Linked DNA regions of Mus musculus: region 2 is linked to region 1. A link is a contact called in public HiChIP or PLAC-seq data. All regions are on one chromosome and are shown on one strand. The core of a region is the stretch at or near the end of the contact, and the rest is flanking DNA. Distances in the headings are between cores, read along the strand shown.

What was found. HiChIP or PLAC-seq counts read pairs in DNA pulled down with a chosen protein or histone mark.
Region 2: a contact with region 1 is called in an H3K4me3 HiChIP or PLAC-seq map of embryonic limb bud, with 3 times the contacts expected there. The contact joins the enhancer-like site here to the promoter of Ebf2 in region 1. A contact is called at or near these places in 5 of 39 promoter capture datasets (the 3T3-L1 cell line, 3T3-L1-derived adipocytes, cranial neural crest and 2 more), 5 of 484 Hi-C or Micro-C datasets (cerebellum, cranial neural crest, differentiating spermatogonia and 2 more), 6 of 115 datasets of contacts at active chromatin or transcription factors (embryonic hindbrain, embryonic limb bud, embryonic midbrain and 3 more) and 2 of 9 other capture datasets (adipose tissue and pancreatic islet).

The regions. Positions count from the first base shown.
Region 1 is chr14:67,233,002-67,235,941 of GRCm38.p6, forward strand. It overlaps Ebf2 (early B cell factor 2), which reads left to right and starts at 1,643. Exons shown (of 16, transcript NM_001360202.1): 1 at 1,643-2,264. The coding sequence starts at 2,134. It overlaps Gm20675 (a long non-coding RNA gene), which reads right to left and starts at 194. Exons shown (of 2, transcript XR_874748.1): 1 at 102-194.
Region 2 is chr14:67,302,456-67,305,454 of GRCm38.p6, forward strand. The region is part of intron 6 of Ebf2 (early B cell factor 2); the gene reads left to right. It overlaps Gm6878 (predicted gene 6878), which reads right to left. Exons shown (of 4, transcript NR_165040.1): 4 at 2,417-2,999. Among named protein-coding and RNA genes, the nearest start is that of Gm6878, 11 kb to the right of the region's middle. Within about 2 kb of position 1,431, at least 13 of the 459 cell types and tissues checked have an H3K27ac peak or open chromatin away from gene starts, as enhancers often do. A contact at or near this core is called in embryonic limb bud, where this site is marked.

The DNA of each region.
Region 1 (2,940 bases), core at 393-2,892:
TTTTGTTGGATAACTGCCGAATGCAACTAGGCCTCTTATTTTCTTACACTCAACTGTACCTCAAGCCACCCTGCCTCCCCTTTAAGCCTGAAATTAAAGACCTGGAGTTAGGGTACACCATCAACGCGACTCCAGCCCCCCTCCCCAGTCTGTGCAAAGAGAGCCCCAGCCAGCTTTCAAGTCAGTCACTGCTGTAGAGAGAGACCAAGTCTTCCGGAGCACCATCCCGCCTGCGCAGTCTGTAGTCACAGTTTGCCCCTGAGGTGAAGTGACGTGCTCAGGTCCCCTTCAATGGAGACTCAAGCAGTCTCTGAAAGCGCAAGCTTCCTTTTCGCTCGCCGGGCAAACGTGCACCCCAGGCGCTGTGTCCTCTAGCGGCGAACTCTCGCAGCTCGTCTGTGAGCGCTCACCTACAGCTAGGGGGTCCGGTCAGGAGTCAATTGACACTCAAACCTGAGCCCTGAGCCGGGAGGAAAGACTCCCGACTGTAATGATGCTGAGAGGCTCGGGTGCAGTCGCTCGAACCGCGGCGCAGCTGATTGTCTGCTCCACGGCAGATGGTCTTTGAGCACAGATTTGCATTCATTGTCTTCAAATCTGTTTTCGCGCTGGCGTTCTAGATTTCAACAGCAGATCTACGCGCAGATCAGAATACAAAAAGAGAAGCAAGAAAATAACACCCAGCCAGGAGGATTTTTTTTTAATAGGCACCTCCAGCCGTCTAGGGTTTCAGCTATTTTGTGGAGCCTCGGCTTCCCGACCACCAACCTTCGCGACCACAGCGCTCGGCGGACAAAGTTTCCAGGACTTCTTCACAGACGCCTCGTGTCTCTAACGCAGGGTTCCCCGGCCTTCAGGGATTGGGGAGGGAGATTTTAAAAGGGGGGAGGATTCGAAACTTCATCCCGCAGTTCTCAGCCAGCCAAGCTGTCAGCAACCTCTCCTATCTGCAAAGGTGCGTACTCCCGCCCTCCCGGGGCTGTTTTCCTTAACTCCTTCACCATTTCCCTTCACAGTATATTTATTTAAACTGCACTTGAGCCTCATTCGTCCACACTCCGCTCTCTCCTTCCTTCATCTCGCCTCTCCTTCTAACACTTGTGGCCTTCGCACGAAATGATTGCTTCCCTGGAACTCTCTGAGACTTGGTAGACCGGTTCAGAAAGACGGATGCCCTGAGGGTAGTGTTTGCGAAAAGCATAAATACAGGTGGTCACAGGTCCAAACCCCGGGAATGAATCTGTAGGGTCTCCCGCAGGCGACAAAAAACCTGCATCTAGAGGCAAATCCGCGCTGGCTTCCTGCTCCCGCGATCGGAAAGAACCATCATGATCCTAACTCTCAGAGTCCTGCTACTCTGTTTTGGTGCAGGATTTGGGGACCCCCTTTCCCACTCAGGCCAAACACTCGGGACTCTGGTCGGGACTCGGTGCTTGTGGCTTGCTGTAGCCTTTCACCTCCCGGACTTCGGGCAAAGCAAAGCTTGGCTAACGCCGCGGGAGGACGTCCGCCCAGCTTGCCCAGAGCCGGCCAATCCCGGGCGTCCATGCAAATGAGGCTCCTTATCGGGCCTCGGCTCCGCCTCCCGCGGCCTGGGTTGTAGTAACCATTCATGGGGCCCGCGCGCTGCAGCAGCCCGGCTCTGCGGCGCTCTCAGCCACCGCCTCCTCCCCGCTCCGGGTCTTCCCCTTCCTCTTACAACTGATCCTGTTGGGGATTTTTTTTTTTTTTCCTATATCGGAACGGTGGGGAGGAGCAGGGAGGGGGGAACAAGGAGGAAGGGGAGAGATCAGGCAGCTATCTATCTCCTCCTGTTTTTCCCAGAACAGGTGATGCTTCCAAATTGTGGCCACTTTCTGGAGAACGTTCTGCAGCTGGAAGGATGCGGGCGACCTAGAGTGGAAGCCCCGAGGCGGCAGATCTGAAGCCACCGAGGATAAAAAACGCAAACTTTGCATTGTGCGTGGAGGAACGGGCTGGCTATTTCTTTCCAAGAGGGCCCCCAAACTTCGGCCCTTGCCGCCTTTCTCGGATTGCTTTTGGAGAACACCATTTGCTGGCAGCATTGGAGAGTGAGGACGGTGTTGTTGTAAAGTCACTTTTAAGGCGACAGTAGAGGACCAGACTTTTTAAATGTTTGGGATTCAAGATACGCTAGGAAGAGGACCAGCTCTGAAAGACAAGTCGCTGGGTGCCGAGATGGATTCGGTCAGGTCCTGGGTCCGGAATGTCGGCGTGGTGGACGCCAATGTCGCGGCTCAGAGGTAATGAGACTGGAGCCGTTGTGCTCTGAAAGTCTCTGGTTGTGTCTGTCTCCCCGAATATCTCTTCCCTTTGCTCCCTCTCTTTCTCTCTGTCCTTGTCTCTCCTCCCTGGCTGTGCGCACTGGGGCTCTCCCTGGGCGGGCAGGTCGCTGCGACTAGGGGAACCCTTTTCCCGCAGTCGACACTGTAGTTTCTGAACTACCGAGGTCACGGGTGTTTCTCCCCACAGTCCGTTCTTTGAGGACAAAAAAAATTTATTAAAAGTAGCGTTCAAGCTCACATCGTGGCGTTTACTCTTGGACTCTAGCGGAGTGGCGCGTGAAGATCCGAGCTGGCAGCCGGCGCAGCGGCAGAGCCGGCTTTCCGGTCACTCCTAGGTTCCCCCACGCTTCCTGCGAGCGCCTCTCCTCCAGCATCATTCAGGATGGCTTGGAGACTCGGGGAGCCCAGCGGCCAGATGGTGGCGGCGGCGAGAGGATCCGGAGAGGCCTGAGGGGCTGCAAGGAAAGCAAGGCGGCCGGGAGCTCTAGGAAAGGGGACATGCAAGCGAGTCCTGGGTGAGGGAGAGTGGGACAGACAAACCGAAGAGGCCGAGGATGGACCGAAGCACAGGAGTAGTCGGGGAAGAGGAGAAAATGGAGCCGCAGAGAAGAGCACCCTCCAGTTTTGCGGGTTC
Region 2 (2,999 bases), core at 181-2,680, 69 kb after region 1:
CCATGGTCTGAAGGAAGGGGACTTGGCTAGGTCTCCTTTGGCTAGACCAAAGGACCATGGGGGTAAAGTCACATCTTATAGTTGTGCTCTGGTTCTGAACTTGTAGCCAGAAGGCATAAGTGCCTTTCTTCTTCCACCTATGTTGGATGCCAGGAAGACGCCCACTCTGCCCTTCTTTAGCAGTCATATACAGCTTGGCTTGGTATATAGACCATTGCTGGGATGTCCTTCACTCTGGAATGACAAGGATGGCTGTTCAGGCTACTCTCCAAGACAGCTGCCAATAGCATCCTTGATTTACTTGCAAAGACTTAGAGATTGGCTGCTAACAGCCATCTTGATGAGAAACAGTACCGTAATTGCTTGGGGAGAAAGGCAGGCATTTAGCAGTCGTAAAAGAAAATCTGCCCACTGCCAAGCCAAATGCTGCTGTTCTCTTTCCATGTGGTTGGCTGTCTGTCCCCTATTCCGCCCCCTCTCCTGCAGCCAAGGTGGGTTTGGGGCTCCCCTGCCTTCTTCACCTTTTTCATTTCTAATTGTAGGTTTTGTCTGTTCCCCATCGGAGAGCATGGGCGGGCAAGTGGAGGGGGGGGCTGCAATATTCAGTCCATGTTTTCCAGGGCGTCCAGTGTGACGATCTTAGTGACAGGAGCCTCCTGACGGGTTCTGGGGCTGCCCAGCAGCCTGTGACCACAGTTGATCAGCTGGGGGTTCACAGTGCTATCCACCTTTTCAGAGTGACAACGGAGCAGAGAAAAAAGAATGACAATAAGGCCCAAAGCTTAGCTCGAGGGGACTGCATGAAACCAGCTCAGATCCTTGCTTTGCTCCCTCTCAGGAGCAGCAGGAAGGCAGCCATCCACCATCACTTCATTATCGTTACTCTGTGTCCACAATCTCTTGCCCCTTTTTGTAGCTCTGTATTTAAAAATGCTTCTTTGACACTGTCAGCCAGTAGCATTTGTGCTTCCTGCATTGCAGGTAAGACAGTCGAGTTGGACTCAAAACCTGCCCTGCTCATGCTGGCCGGGGGAGGGACCTACATCTTGTCTTCTCCACAAGGGAAACAAAGGAAAATAATGGCTTGGCCTTCGCCTCCTTTCTGGCGCTTTTCGTCCTTTGAGCTTCTACTTGCAGTGTCTATCAAGGTCCAGATACAGCTCAGGACAGGAGACAGAATGAAAAGAACGCATAGGCTTAGTGAATCACTCACCATTTACCATGAGTGTAGCAAGCACCCTTCTGCATGTGGGGTACCGCACACCTGAATCACAAAATCGCAGGCCCTTGCTTGTGTCCCATTGAGGACTTAGGCTCGGGCAGGCTGTGATGTACTGAGCTCTCCAGAATTGAACAGAGATAGCTTATGTGCAAGTATGTGGTCAGGTCCCTGCCTGCTGGGGGTGGGGGGTATTCGGTGTGGGTTAAACGACACAGCTTAGAACCACTGTCTTATAATCAGTCTGCACCTCCCAGAGTTCCAGGCCAGAGAAGGAGGCCAGGGTCTGGGTTAGAAATGCCTGCTTGTTGCATTCCCTAATCTGATCTCAGTCAGATAACAGCTCAGACCTGGGAACACGAGATTTTAATGTGAAATGAATAACTACCCTGAGACTGAAGCTTGTCACTGCTGCGCATCTGGAATCACTTACAGCTGGGTAAATTCGCTGGGAGCTGCAACGCCAGTGAGCAGGGGTTTGAAGGAGGCGCACAGCGCGTTCCTTTTAATGTCTAAACAATCTGATGTTGACAAGCCTTTCACATTAACCCCCAAATGGCAAAGTTTAAACCCTTTATTATTCGATTCAGTTTGGCAAATCATTTAGAGGCTTAGGAGTTCATATTTACACAGGAAAGGCTGATCTCTTTCTGTCTCTCTGTCTCTCCACCCCCCCCCCCAACCCCAACAACACAAGTGCCACTAATAGATGCATATTCATGTTTACTTAGAAGGTTTAAAAGACCTTGAACACTGAGGGAGATTCAGCCTAGAGAAAGTAAGTTGATTCTCCATTCCCCCCCGCCCCCCCCCCCCAGGAAGCCCCTAATGTCACTAGAATACAAAATATCTGAACCTTCCAAATCCTGGAAACACTATCAGGTTAACAAATAAGTAGAGAAAAGAAAGAACAGGAAATAGTTTCCAAATAGTAGGAGTCTTCATTTGAAATATATTGTCTTTTGGCAGCTAACCCCAGCATGGTATCATTTTTCTAAGGTTTTGTACAGAACATTATGAGGGATTCTGAAGACAGAGAAAGGTAGTTTGAGTTCTATAGGGAACTGCCAAATATTATGGAAGTTAGAAAGCTTAACTATTGAGCTGTGCTTCACAACTGTGTCTTGGACCTGTTGCCAAACAGACAAAACCTAAAGTGTCTCCATTAAATTGCATTTAAGAACACAGAAAAAAAGATTACAAGTGGTTTTTTGAGATTTAGATTCGATAATGATTTATTAATTTTAACCACATCCTTTAAAACTAATGAAGGCGTCTTAATTCTTCTTCATGAAAAGCTATGATGCAAGAGCTGAATTTTTAATTTTCATCAGAGGAAGAGTCTTTATGTGGTTGGATTCATTAATATTTATGTTGAAGGAGACCCCGAAACTGAGACCATGATCATCTCTCCGAATCACACTAAAACAGGGATCCTGTCGGAAGTGTTCGCTGTTCCTCTGGATTCTCTGGGAGACGCTTATAAAGATGGATATGACAGGGTAATTTTGACTGCAGCTGTTCACCCCTTAGATAAAAAAAAATTAACTTTCCTTTGGCAGCTGTACAGAGTCAGAGCTCAAATTATGAGTCTCCAGCTTTGCTTAAGTAGAATTTCAGATTCGGTCCTAATTTTTAATGGGTGTACTCAGTAAGTTCACACATAATGCCAGTTTTGACAGCTCAGGATACCTCTATCCAGTTTCCGTAGATATGAAGACTTTTGTTTGATTTCAGTGTTGCTTGGGAAACTAAACACGGCATTTGACCTAACCTCGCA